Linked DNA regions of Mus musculus: region 1 is linked to region 2. Evidence: chromatin contacts called from public HiChIP or PLAC-seq data. All regions are on one chromosome and are shown on one strand. Each heading gives the region's core, a stretch centred on a gene start, on an enhancer-like site or on the middle of the called end of the contact. The rest is flanking DNA. Distances are from core to core; before and after follow the strand shown. Region 1 overlaps Srgap2 (SLIT-ROBO Rho GTPase activating protein 2). Region 2 overlaps Rassf5 (Ras association (RalGDS/AF-6) domain family member 5).

The links. HiChIP or PLAC-seq counts read pairs in DNA pulled down with a chosen protein or histone mark.
Region 1: a contact with region 2 is called in a FOXA1 HiChIP or PLAC-seq map of pancreatic cancer cells. The contact joins two enhancer-like sites. A contact is called at or near these places in 1 of 39 promoter capture datasets (the C10 cell line), 1 of 115 datasets of contacts at active chromatin or transcription factors (pancreatic cancer cells) and 2 of 9 other capture datasets (adipose tissue and liver).

The regions. Positions count from the first base shown.
Region 1 is chr1:131,503,175-131,510,160 of GRCm38.p6, forward strand. The region is part of intron 2 of Srgap2 (SLIT-ROBO Rho GTPase activating protein 2); the gene reads right to left. Among named protein-coding and RNA genes, the nearest start is that of Srgap2, 21 kb to the right of the region's middle. Within about 2 kb of position 3,262, at least 35 of the 459 cell types and tissues checked have an H3K27ac peak or open chromatin away from gene starts, as enhancers often do. A contact at or near this core is called in pancreatic cancer cells, where this site is marked.
Region 2 is chr1:131,237,704-131,244,958 of GRCm38.p6, forward strand. Rassf5 (Ras association (RalGDS/AF-6) domain family member 5) reads right to left here. Exons shown (of 6, transcript NM_018750.4): 1 at 6,986-7,255. Among named protein-coding and RNA genes, the nearest start is that of Gm28913, 3.8 kb to the right of the region's middle. Within about 2 kb of position 1,403, at least 110 of the 459 cell types and tissues checked have an H3K27ac peak or open chromatin away from gene starts, as enhancers often do. A contact at or near this core is called in pancreatic cancer cells, where this site is marked.

The DNA.
Region 1 (6,986 bases), core at 2,012-4,511, 270 kb after region 2:
ATTTTAAATTGGACATATATGTGTCTGTGTGTGAGCAAGGGCATGTGAGTGCATGTACTCTCAGAGACCAGAGGTGTTGAATCGCCTGAGCTGGAGTTACAGGCACCTGTGAGTTGTCTGAGTGCTAGACTTGGGTCCGAACAGAACGTGGGAACCAAACTTGGGTCCCTTGGAAGAACAGTAAGCACTTTTATCCACTAAGCTAGCTCTCCAGCCCCTGCTTTGTTTTCTTAAAAATGAAGTCTAAGGAATTTCATTTAAGGGAGATGAGGGCGTCAACTCAGATTTCATGATCAGGAGCACTTTTAGGTGATTTCAAGGTTGATAGTACTCCTGCTTTGTCACTTTCATCACATTCTAGGACTTGTGGTCAGGCCTCCGTCTTTGCAGGCCCCTCACTGGAGCTTTTCAAGTTCATCTGCCACAGCAAAGGTACCCTGGAGCAGGGGTTTGATTTGGTTTTAACTCATGAACAGAAATGTACAGAATCAACAGGGGTTTAAAAAGATTGCCTGGAGGTAAGGAAAAGGGAAAGCACTTGGAAAAAAGAAGTGGGAGACGGGGTAGATAGTACAGCTGGTAAAGCACTTGCTGCACAAGGATAAGGACCAGAGGCTGAACCCAAAGCAAAGAAAAAAGGTCTGGCATAGTGGCCCGGGGCTTGTAACCTTGCTGCTAAGGAGACAGATATGGGTGGATTCTAGATGTTTACAAGCCAGGTAGCCTAGTCTAGCAAGTAAGGCCCAGACCAACAAGAAAGTGTATCAAAAAGTAGGTTACATGCATGCATACATGTGCATCCACAACACATGTGCACATACACAAAAGAAGTGTATGTCATCTAGAGCAAAATTAAGTAAGTTTCAAGTTTTGAAAGGAAAGCAAAGAGGGAAGAGAGAGATAGAGGGGCCAGGTATTCTAAGAAAAGAATAGACACTGAGTCAGTTCTCACCACTATCATATTAGGCCAGGCCAGGAGCCACAACCTACCTGTGAATAAGCATGGGTTTCTCCCTCACAGTTGAGAAGGTGTCTATGAAGTTACCAGATGATTATATATTCATTTATTTATCCTTTCATTCATTCACCCAATAAACATTTACCATATGCCAAACACTGCACTGAATATTAGAAAAACAAAATAAGCAAAAACAGTCTCTGTTCTCAAGGAGCTCACAGCCTAGCAATTGACAAAGAGATATAAACAGATGAATGCAAACAGTGTTACTGGGATGTGCTCATGTTGTTAATTAACTAGCATAGCATTGGCATAGTCACTCTTCAAGCATGAACAGAAGCCAATAGGTTCCCCAACATGCTGGACTTGGTTGACTGGCTAGTTATCATTTGGCCATCATATACTGAGGCCCAAACCAACACTTAGGCCAAAGGTACATTATTAATCACATACTTACCAGCTAAGTCATGTTCCCAGTGTATACCCTGCCCAATTCACTGTTTTGTTTCCAAGACAGAATATGTATATTCAGTAATTTCACCCAAATTGTGTAAGAGCAACCTTAAACTGGGGCGGTACAAAAGGAGTTCACCAAAACATAGCATGTCATTTCAGATATGGCCCAGAAAGCAATAGGTGATTCACATTAACAAACATCCTTGAGACAGTGCTATATAGGTCAAGCCCCAGTAAAACAAACACCAAGAGACTATCCACACTCTTCTGTAATAGCAAATAAAGCCATAATTCATGTTTGTTGGAGCTGTGTAATTTACAAAGCCTGAATTATAGAAATTCATACACCTATATAAGCATAATCTCACAGAATCAACACAACAACCCCTAATTGTAGATACTGTGGCTACAATTCCTGTGGCTGGCAAAGCTGAGGCCAGGTAATGTTTGAGATTTATGGAGGGGCGTAAGTGCATCTAATGACACTCCCTCTGATACCCAAACCTTTCAACCTCTAGCTGTTTGTTTTATTGTGTTTCTGAACTCTGGTTTGGCATTCCCAGCCCAGCCAGCTTTGTTACTCACAAGAAGGAAGGGGGTAAACTCCTATAGTCTCCTAGGATCCAACAACAAGTAGATCAAGAGATACTACAAGCCACTTCATTCAAAACAAAACAAACAAAAAAATAACACTAATAATTCAAAAGCTCTGGAGATGATGACAAAATACATTAAGTTCAACTATTAATACCTGAAATGTATTTTTCTATTAATATCTTTAGCATGATCCCCTCTTTCAGCAAATCATACTTTACAATCTCTAATCAAATCCTCTATCAGAGAATCATCTCACCATCCCAGATTTATTAAAATTAAGGTGATTAGCCACTCCTGCCTCCACACCCAGAAACAAGACTAGCACCACCCAGGCATGTTTTGCTGAACTCAGCCTCTCCCAACACTCCCTGGAGTGCCTTTAAAATAACTTGGTCCTTATCCAGATCTGTAGTTGGACCATAGGCACTCAGGTGGTAACAGGGCTTGACTTGACTTCTCTTAAGCTCCCGGCTGACTTTCTGAAGAAGCTTTTAAATAACTCTCAAGGCAGGGCAGCTCAGAACTCAAAGTTTTCCTTTCCTTTGGTTAGTTGTGCTCTTCCTCTACAAAGCACTGGGAAAGAAAATGCTACTTAATCCCAAACACAAACACAAAATGAAATCCTCTTCAAGAGAGAACACTTCTCAGGCTGAAATGTAAAGAAGCTGCAAATTAGGTCAGGTGTTTGACAAGTACAGGAGGTGTCATCTCTTTTGCAGGTTTCTCTGCAACATCCCCAATTTAGAAGAAAGGAAAATGACAGTTTTAATGAAGGGACTGAAGGTGGCACTGTCACTGTGTCACCTCAAAGTCAGGATGTCTAAAATAGTGTTCATTTTCTTAGCAACTGCAGCATTTCTTCCTCTGTCTCTTTCTGCCATGGTCTCTGCTTCTCTCAAGCTAGAAACTTCAGGCATCCTTGACTGTTTTCCCACCCTTAGTCCCCACCCCACAGCTCACTGTTCCATCTTCCCACATAGTATGGTCAAACGTAGTATCAAGGGTTAAAAAACAAACAAGGCTTCAGAGTTGACCTGCAGTGCAACCCCCACTGGACTGCAAATCAACTATCAATCAGGAATCACACTTTGCTCATCAGTGGCTCCAAGAACTCATTGCTAGCAAAAGACTTGTAGCACCAAGGGCAGGGCCCAACACAGACTAACTAGTATGCCCTGTATGGACAGAAGCAGGCCTTCCCCTCCCTTCCCTGGCCAGCCAGGCTGCCCAGAGCAACCAAGGAGACCTGAAATGCAACATCATCATCACACTACTCCTCAGCTCTGACTGTCTCCATTGTTCTCCACTGCCCAAGTACAGAGCCCAGCCTGATCTTACTCCTGTTGATGACTCAACTCATCCAGCCAGGCACACTTGCTGGGTGCCTACCATATGCAAACATGGTTCTGGATGCTGGGAATGCTGAAATGAAAGGCACCCACTGCTCGCCATCCAATATAACTCATAAGTTTTCTAATACAGAATGTGTGTCTAAAAGAGAGAAATGAGAGGGGGTGAGAGTACATAAAACCATCATTGTATCAGAGTGTAGGAAGTGAGGCAGGAGTGGTGAGCACACAGAGGGCTATGGGAATGCCACTAAGGGAAGACACACAGCCTCTGTTCTTCCCTCCTACTCTCAGCTTAACCAAGTCCCACTCCACAAACGAAGATCTTATTCACTATGGCCAACACCTCTCCCATCTCAGAATTCCTCAAGTGCTTATCAACATCACTCATTTTTAGTCATCCCAGGCTGACGTCATATCTTGTATTTCTGTGGGTTAATTTTTTTAATTACTTTTCTTATATGCAAGTTGTTTTCCTTCCCTGATTTACACAATACAGAGGAAAAGAACAAAATTCTAGATAACCTGATATTATAGGAGCTATATAATAATTATTATGGCAAAGGCTATATACATAGAACTACTGACAGGCAGTCACCAAGTCACATACAGACACAAAACAACACTTTTATTTCAATTTTTAAAAGTACACTGTCCCCTCACTGCTAGAACCTGACTTCTTAGCCTTTCTATCTAACCCAAAATGAGAGAGAAGACCCTTGACAGTAAAAATAACTAAAAACATTCCAAAGTAAAATCTGCTAAAATAGTAGTCTAAGCTGGATATAATGTAATTTCAGCCCTTGGGCAACATGAGCAAGAGGATTACAAGTTTGAGATCAAGTTGAGCTGAACAGTTTAAGAAGCCAACTTGGGTTGTTGTTTAGTGAGATTCTGTCTCACAATAACAAGAAAAAAAAATGTTCAAGTGTGGTAGTACACATCTGTACTCCCAGCACTCAAAGGCTGGGGGTTAAACTCAGCTATATAGTGAGTTTGAGGCCAGCCTAGACCACACAAAACCTTGCCCGCCCCCCAAAAGGCAGGGGAGTCAGGAGAGATTGTTCAGTCAGTAAAGCATTTACCATGCAAGCATGATCCCCAAAACCTCTGTAAGGAAGTGTGTCTGACACTTGTAATCTCAGCACTAGACTATCAAGGCAGAGGCATGAGGTTTGCTAGCCACAGCCTACCCAGCTTTGCAACCTAGCCTAATCGTGTAGCCCTAGAAAGTGAGGGATCCTGTCTCAAAAAGTTAAGGTAAATGGTACCTGAGGAACAATGTCTGACATGACTCTGGCCTCCACATGTATATGCATACCCACATGGTATGTATGTATGCGCACACATATAGACCCACACACAATGAATAAATGAATGATGCCAGATTTCAATTTTTAAAATGTATAAGTTCTTCAAATAAATTCTTAAGTAGTAGATTGAAAGTAAGAATCAATAGATAAAGCACACATACATGGGAACTGGAGTTCAGATCCCCAGTGCCTATGTAAATATCAGTGAGGCCTCATGTCCCATCTATAATCCTAGTATTTGAGAGGCAGAAATGGGATATCCACACAGAGCAAGCTAATTAGCTAGAAAAGCCAATCAGTGAGAGTCCCTACCTCAATAAATAAGAGCTAAAAGATCAAGAATGGTCAAGAAAAACATTCATTGTCAACCTTTGGCCTCCATAGGTATGTATATAACATACATACATCCTCCCCCCCATACACACACACAACTATATATACATACAAACAAAAAAAATATATCATGGGCTAGGTCTACAGAGTGAGTTTCAGGCTAACCTGACTGAATAATGAAGGCTCTATCTTTAAAAATTAAACAAGGGTTGAAAAGATGGATCAGTGGTTAAAAGCACTGGTTGCTATTTCAGAAGACCTGGGCAGTTAACAGTCAACTGTATCTCCTGTTCCAGGGGAATTCATGGGTACCAGGCACATACATGACACATATCCATACATGAAAACAAAATACCCATACTCATTAAATGAAAAAAATTTAAACAAAATAGTAAATAGATGCCACATACAGTACCATAATTGCAGAGCTATTCTGTGTCAGTGGTGTCAGCCCAGTGTTGTCTACTGTAGGAGAGAAAACATTTGAGTCCCTTAACAAACAGCGACACCTTATATCCATTCAGGGGGCAATACTACTTCAGCATAATGGAGAATTGGTCTTGTCCACAAATCTGTATAAATCTGAAGTAAGCACATAGGTGACTATTACAGATCAGTGGAGAGAAAGGATTATGAAGGTAAGACAAACATTCATATTGAATATAAAATAAAGTTAGATCCCTAGCTCACAGCATTTACAAAAATTAATTCCTGGTGTATTCAACAAAGATATATGACAAGTAATACTCTTTAAAACTCTTAAAAGAAAATACAAGTATATTATAATTTCAGAATAGGAAAAATATGCATGTATATATGTTTTGAACAAATTCATGCTATAAAGAGGTTAGACAATTTAGTTGTATAAAAAATTTACATTACTCACACATTAATGAATTCAATAAAAAGAAGATAAACTCTGACAGAAGGTATTTCAACCAATAATCATCAACAGCCAGAGTATATAAAGACTACCTATACATCAGTAATAAGAAAAGAAGGCAGCCTAAAAGCTCTCTGAATCATAATTTAACCACAATGGGCCTCTTAGATGATTCAGCCTGTACAGGCACCTTCTACAAAGCTTGATAACCTAAATTCAGTCTGCAGGTCCCACATGCTGAAGACAGAGAAACACCTCCTGCAAGTTGTCCTCTGATTTCCACACACACACACACCAGTACATATGCATGCAATTGCATGAACACACACACACACACACACACATCACTAAACAAACAAATTAAATAAATAAATAAATAAATAAATAAATAAATGTATGTGAGTAATCTTTAAAAGTACTACTCTGATGTCTAAGATTAAAGGATAGAGCACAGTGAGTTAGCATCTTGGCTCATATGTTTATATTTCATTACATATTATGACATTTATTGTTTCATACTATCTCAGTTTATATACAAAACTCTGAGATGTAGGAATAATAATATCCTATATTATGTTCTTCTATAGATGAGCAAAAACTTTGAATTTCCTATTAATAATCCACAATATTATTTTTTTTAAATCTCATTATATAAGAATCTGTACCTGAGTGTTCATAGTAACTTTACTCATAACAGCTCAAAATAGGAAACAACCCAGGGCTCCTTCAATGAGTAAATGGTTAAACAGTCAAACGGCCACACCATGGGACAGTATTTAGCAATGAAAAAGAAATGTACTCTGTTTTTAAAATTACATTTATTTATTTGGAAAGAGGGTGCCACACCCAAGCGAGAAGTTCAAGGGACAGCTTTCAGGAGTTAGTTCTTTCCCTTTCTCACATGGGTCCCTGAGATTGAAGTCAACTCATTAGGCTTTAACAAAACTTAACACTGAGTCATTTCATAGCCCTATTTTATTATTACTGTTATTGTGTATGCTTGTGTGCATTCGTGCACGTGTGTATAGTATGTGTGGGTTCACGGGCGCATGTGATATGTGCTTGGGATTAGGCAAGAGGCACATGCATCATAGAGC
Region 2 (7,255 bases), core at 153-2,652:
GGTGGTCCAATAGAAGCCACTCCACTTCCCTGACAGTGATGTCCCCTCTGTAAGACAGCCACGGTTAAGTCAGTCCTGCCCTCCTCACAGGGCCCGACACAGGCTGGCCATGAGAACGTCTGAGACACAGTTGGATGTGATTCCAGTCCTCTTGGTCCCTGCACTTCATGGCCACTCTCTCAAAGACAGGTGAGTATTTCCTTCCATGTTCACAGGTTCACAAGCAGAACAGCTTCCATCATGGCTCAGCCAACTCAGCGATGACATTTTCCCAGGGCCAGCATGCAGCAGACAGCCCTGAGGGGAATCTAAGCTCTCCTGTTCTTTCACAGGGCTCGTGGTTTATAGGTGTGTGCTGCACACACACACACACACACACACACACACAAACCAAATGTATACCTCTATGCCTAGCTTTTTATGTGGTGCTAGGGGTCAAGCCCTGATCACCATGCTTGCAGAGCAAGTACTTTACATACTGAATTATCGTTCCAGGTCCAAGCTGTCATTTTTCTCCAGCCAATGGCTGCTCTAGACCTGGAAATGTGTCTATTCAAGAAGCAGGGAGTTGAGGGTGGCAGAAGGTTGCTCAGATATTTACTCATCTGCCAAAAAGTAAATATGACCTAGCCTCTTGTGGTCACAGGTCATACTTAGCCACCACCTGCCCAGTGACACATGCAAATGAGCAGCCTAAATCTTGGACACCACCCCTGACAAGCCCTCTGTGCAATACCACCTTGTGGTTTTCCTCCTGATGTCCTCAACAGCAGTCAAGGCAATGGCTCTAGGAAGGAACACCCTAAAGAAAACATGTGATACTTAGACCCCCATGGCCACCCAGACCCTCAGCCGAAAGCCATGGCTCTAAGAGGCACCTCGGTGCACTTCCTTCTTCCCCAACTACAGTACAAAGAGACACAACTTCAGATTTCCCAGTGGATGCATCTTATGAACTTCCTCTATGCCAGGAACCACAAGCAGGCTAGAACAGGCCCAGCACAGACATGTTGGCCGCTTCTGCTAATGAACACACAGTGGAGAGGTCATGAGGTCCACCAGGCTCTGCCCATGTCTCCTCAGCATAGTGTGTATGTGTGTGTGTATGTGTGTTTATATGTGTGTGTGTTTCAGGGGAGACCCACATATTACTGTCACGGGTCTGAGATAGGATACCCTTGACCCTGCGGCAGGGCGCACGAGACTATTCCCAGCACATTCTTTATTTCACTGACCCAGTGTCCCCAGGGAGGACAGCCAGCAAGGAACCTGACATCATCTCCTTAGCCTCTTCCTTCTTTCCCCAAAGTCCCAAGTCTGGCTCTGCTTCCCTCTCAACCCCGAGAGCTCCTACTCAGAACATGGGGGAGAGGAGCGTGCCAGAATGCCTGGAAAAAAACCGAATATGACTAAATACAAAGCCATCTCCCCAGTCAGGGCTGGCCTTTGCAGAGTCAGCTGCCGCCAGCACTTCCTGACCCAGTAGGGGAGAGCTGGAACTGAGCCCTGTGAGAGAGGAGGACTGGGTGGCTCCAGACAGCAGAGACCGAGAGTTAAGACCATCCATCTGGGAGGGCAGAGGTGGCCTGCGGCAGGAGGACAAACCAGGATCCATCAACTGGGAAGAGGCGCCGGGCACTGACTAAAGCCAGGGCAAGGGACATAATGGGCAGGGCCAGGGCGTTTACGTGCCCTGCGCACCCACAACTACTCACCCTCCAAAGAAGCTCACCATCTCTGGAATGCGAACAGGAAGAGTTAGGGATGTTTACTGATTTATCACCAGTCTTAATAACACCCCAGGCAGGGCAAGAGCGGCAAGCAGCCACCCTCTATGGGTAACTGAGCAGTGAGAGCCAGCAAGATCCCTGGGAAGGCAGGGATGTGACACACGCCACCTTGCCATGTCTGGCAGCTACCTATGATAAAGGGGCTGAGCACTGGGCCCACAGTGGGGAGATGTGTTGGAGGCCTAGATGCCTCAAAGTCTGGCAGGTCTGGCAGCATTAACTCTATCTGAAAGGTTCCTGCTCGCAAGCTGGCCAAGAAAGCCCCAGGCAGGTGAGTGCTTGGCAGAAGCCTCCCACATTCCAGCCTTGTGAGGCTGGCAATTTTGAGGATGAGTGTGGCAGCAAGCATGGAGATGGGTTTCTTCAGAGCAGAGGCATTGCTGGCACTCGAAATGTCCTGGGTACACCCCCAGACCTCGGCTGGCCTGGCCCAAGCCTCATTCACCAGTGCACACTCCCCGGCTGGAATTCGCTCTGCCAGTCAGAATCCTCCCTGCTGGCAGAGGCTGATTTCCTTGTCACACTCGCCACTCGGGGGCTTACCTGCCAAGCTTGCCACTGGCTGCTTCAAGAGTGGGATTGGAAAAAGGGAAAGATCCCAGTCCCCGACCTCATCAATTCCCTGCCACCTAATGACTCTCAGCTCCAGCAGACGAACACACACATTCATTACCAAGTCTAATTAGGCCGTAGACAAGCGACATTAATCATTTTTGACTATACCTGGGATTCAAGCCCCCATATTCCACAATCATGGCGTTCCATGCTCTGATGAACGGGGGAGTGGGGATCAGCTCACATTTAATCCCCTGCTTTCATCTTTTGAGAAAATGAAGGAAAGAAAGGAAAACTAGGGGTATGGACTGGAGAGTCAGGGTCCCACTGCTGCCCTTTCCCTGTGTTTTAACACTGTCCCCCAAAAGGCCTTTCCTAAGCAAACTTCAATTAGAGCCAGGAGAGGAGAAAACTGGGTGTTTGTCATCTTTAACAACAAAACCTCAATGTCAGTGCCTAATTTCCCCAGCTTCCCAAACAAAATACGACTCCAAAGTAAGGAAAACCTAAGCTACTTTCTCCAGCAGTGCTGGGGGCCCTGGGCAAACAGCTGCCAAGTGCCCAGAGTAAACCCTGGACGGCCGCAGCGCATCAAAGGGCGGAGGCCATGATGCTTTCTATGAAGACTTTTGTCTGCCACAGTAGGGTGGGGATGGGGGAGTAGCCAAAATCAGGGTCCTAGCAGACTTGCAAAGAGCCCCTAATAGAATAGGTGAGCTACCACCTGGGTGGCTGCAATCTCACAGAGGATCTAACCAGTTAAACCCAGCCATTAATACAGCAACAGGAATTAGAGGAGAGCAGACAAGCAACTCTGAGACACTGAGCAGCTCTCAAGAAGCAAAGTCAGGAGCCCCTCCCTAGGCACTCGGCAGCGAGGACCTGATTCTCACGATGTAATCAAAGTCTATCACAGGTGGGGGAGGTGAGGGGTCTGAGCCCCAGGGAAGCCCCCTTTTTAGACCAATCATTCCAATCACTTTATTATACTCATGGCTCTGGATAACCACCCCTTCAGAGGGGCTCTTTCTTGGAGCCAACTTGGGGCACCCACGTATCAACAGCTTTCAACAGATACCTGAAGTCTCTTCCCCCCCTTGCTGAGAACTTGACTTGGTTTCTCCGACTACCAGACCATTTCCTGGCCCAGGATCGTTCACACACCCACTCAAAGGAGACACATGGCAGAAGGCCATCTTTATGTGCCTTCCGCACAAGAAAGGGCAAGAGGCAGCTGGAGGAATTCCCAGGTTGTTTGCTGCTGACTGCTGTCTCTGGGAAGGTTGGAGTAAGTTCCTACCACCCCCACCCCACCCTACCCCAAAACAAAGCATGGTGGTTCTGAGAGCTCTCACCTCTGCAAGCATTTGCATCAAGCCCACTGGCTTTCCTTCCCTATCTAACACATTTGATTTGTGTGTGTGCATGTGTCACACAGGTGTTGTGTGTCTGGAAGCCAGAGGTCAGCATAGATTGTCTTCTCAGATTGTTCATCATTTTATTTTTGAGACAGGGTCTCTCATCGATTCTGGAGTTTGATCAATATAGCTAGACTGGTTGACCATCAAGTTGTTTCTCTGGTATTGGCTTACAGGTGAGCACTATATAGGGCTAGGCTTTTTACATGAATCTTATACCTGCTCGGCAAGCACTTTATCATCTGCGCCATCTTGCCAGCGCTCAGACTTAGTCCTGAGCTCTGGCTCTGAACTTAACAGCGTTAACTAGCTACAGACCTCCTGAAGTGCGACCAAGCGTAAGCAAGGCAAGGCAATTCTCTAAAACTTCCCCTACTGAAAGCCCATTTGTCCACCCAGCTCCCACCCAGTGTCAGCCTCCTAAACAGACAGATGTCATTCACAGCCCCACTGGCCTTTGAGTGTGAGTGGCGTAAGCAAGCATCAGTTTCCAGCCACTGCTCAAGGAAACCAGCATGGCGCTCTGCCGGTCGCAAGTGCTGCTCGGAAAGGCTTCTCTCTCTAAGCCAGGTGCAGAGGAGTCTCGGACACGGGACTGTGGGTTTCATCACAGCTGGCTTCCACCTGAGGCGCTAGGCAGGGATGCCATGTCTAGAGGACACTTCATACCTAAACTCCCAAGATATACTATCCGCTTCCTGCTTCCAACTCCACCACCAAACAAAGCTTGAAAACCGTACCCCATGCTTATGCTATGTGGCAGAGTGAGCCCCAGGTAGCCATTAATGGTCTTAAATGGGAGGAGACAATGGTCACACTTATATCTAATTGGACGTTCATTGTGTACCCTGCCAGGCACTTTTCTAATCAACGTACACGTATATGATTACTACACTGAATCCCCACATTAACACGATGCTGTAGATAAGATCATTATCCACGCTTCTTAAAGACAAGTGAGGGCAACACAGAGATTCATGGGGTCACACAGAGACTAAGTGACATTTCGGATTCAAAGCCGGGACTTTGGTTCTAGTTTGAGGTGTGCGTGTGTGCCTGTGTCTATGTGTACGAGTAGCTAGGGTTGGCCAGTGAGGGCCAGACAGGACTCTGCCGGTCTCCACTCACCGTCCAGCACTGAGGTTACAAGCATGTGCTACCATGCCTGCTTTTATTTATTTATTTATTTTAAATGTGGGTTCTAAGGATCCAGTTCAGGTCCTCATGCTTGCTTTGCCAACTGAGTTGCCCCCCTCTTCCCAGCTCCAGGATTACCTTTTAAAACATCCTTTTCTGACCCATGCTTTTCAAAAATGAAAATAAAACAAATAAACCCTCTCAGAGAGCCAGACCTCAGCTTAGCACCAGATGTCTGGTGAGTCTGTCCTGCACACCAAAACTGTCTCAACTTTCTCTTGGTCAGCCGAACACTCACGGTTAGTTAAATATTAAAAAAAACCAAACAAACAGAGATTCCTTTCTGTGGCCTTCCTGACTTCAGTTCTGCTGCCTCTTTGGTGTTCAGGCATCTCTGGCTGGTAGGAAATCGACTACTCAGGGGCCACAGGAACCCAAGAAAGTGAAAGGACCTCAGCAAGTCGCAGGCCAGTGGGGATGCCTTGTGGAAGGAAACGGCAGGGAGGACACTATTTCCCAAGTGCTGGAAACTATTTAGGGACGGAGCAAGGGAAATAAACAACTCTCATGTGGTATGAGGATGCTCATTTCGTCATGGAGTACTGCACAGATACCCACAGAATCCTGCCAACACAGCATCATTGCTAACCAGAAGAATATCACAAACTCAGAGTAAAGCTGACAGTCCCTCAAAGTCTAAACAAGCGGGAATTGCAACAAGCATATTCTCACAGACAGTGCAGCTTCTGGAATTTGAGCCTTAGTAGATCCATAACAGTGAATCCACTGCCTCATCCTCTGTGTCCAGGGCTAGTGGGTACTGCAAAGCACTCAGGAACACGGAGGGAGATAAAGCTAGCAGCGGGCCCAGAGGTAAGTTGCACTGGATTCGTCTGCAGGTCAGCAGCATTTACAAGGAACAGCAGCCCGTGCACAGGACTCTACATGCCCAGCCTTCTCCTTAACAGGCACCTGTATGGGGGATGCTCATGGTAGGAAGAATAGTCCCCCTTTTTCCTTTCACATATTCTGGAGCGGCTGAGGGGGAGCTGTTATGGGCTAGAGTGAGGGTAGTAGTGCTAGCTGCTGCTGTCCAGTGTTGCAGTCTGAAGGAGGCAACAGAGGATGGCCCTTTACCAAAAGATGTGACTGTAATCCATGTCCACAGATGATTGCCGGAAGCTGTCATTGCACTGCGTGCTTCATATGTTCAAAGGAGCTACGTAAACACACGGGTATGAGTATCCTCTGGCAACAGCAGATCCCTGGGTTGGTGGGGAGGAGACTTATACAGGGATACAGACTCACCATTGGCGAGAGGTAATGATAAGCCCTAAAAAGAGCGCAGACTTGCTCAGAAACTCTCTATACTGGTGCCCAGTGTTACAGTAAGATTGGGAGAAGCCAGCAGGCCAGTGGGGATGCCTTGTGGAAGGAAGGAACTGGCGGGGAGCTTAGTGATTTTAGGGCTGGAAGGCGGGTGCAGGGGGACAGGAGGAGGAAGAGGAGGCCACGAGGCACAGTCACACACTGGAGCAGAGTATAGAGCGTTGAGCCAGGTGTGGAGGGCTGAGGAGGCCTCAGGTGCAGGTGACCTTGGCATCTTTCAGCCTCACAGCCTGCTTCCATTCAAAGCCTAACCAGGCTTCCCATGCCAACAGCTCCCTAGGAGGAAGAGCCTGAGAGAACCTGAGGTGACCACCGAGTCATCTCCCCATTAACCCTAATAAGTGTCAAATACTCACTTCGTTGTCAATATCACTACCTCATTTTTAAAACTCACAACTAAAGGAAGAAGAGGGTGTGCGTAAGACACAATGACCTTGTGGAGAGCCATCAGTCCCAACCTACAAACAAGCTTGTTTACGCGCACGGGGGAGAAGGCTCAAACCCGTCTGAGGATACGTAACTGTACACATACAACTACCTCTGGTCAGTGGGCAGCCATTAAAGGATGCCAGGCAGTGACAGCAGCTGTCTCCAAAGGTAACCTGCCTAAAAGTTCGGACTGGCCACAAAAGGCAATGGCCTCCTCTCCCGGGCTCAGAGCCCTTCACCTCGCGCACCTTCCCCGCCCTCACTCACTAGCGCAGCGCAGCGCCTGCCGCAGCACCTCTCGTCCGCACAGGTCACACCAGCCCGGACCGCCCCGCAGCGCCAGTTCCACGAAACGGTGCCCCTCGCCTCTCTCGGCCAAGACGCGGGGATCCTGCGGCTGCTCGAAGATGCTCCTCACGTCGCGGGGTCGGTGTGACCCAGGTCGCAGCCGCAGTCTCGGCTGCAGACCGGGCCGGACAGGGCGAGCGTGTCGGCAGTCTCGGGGCGTGGGTTCGGGGTCCCTCCGGCCACTCCTCC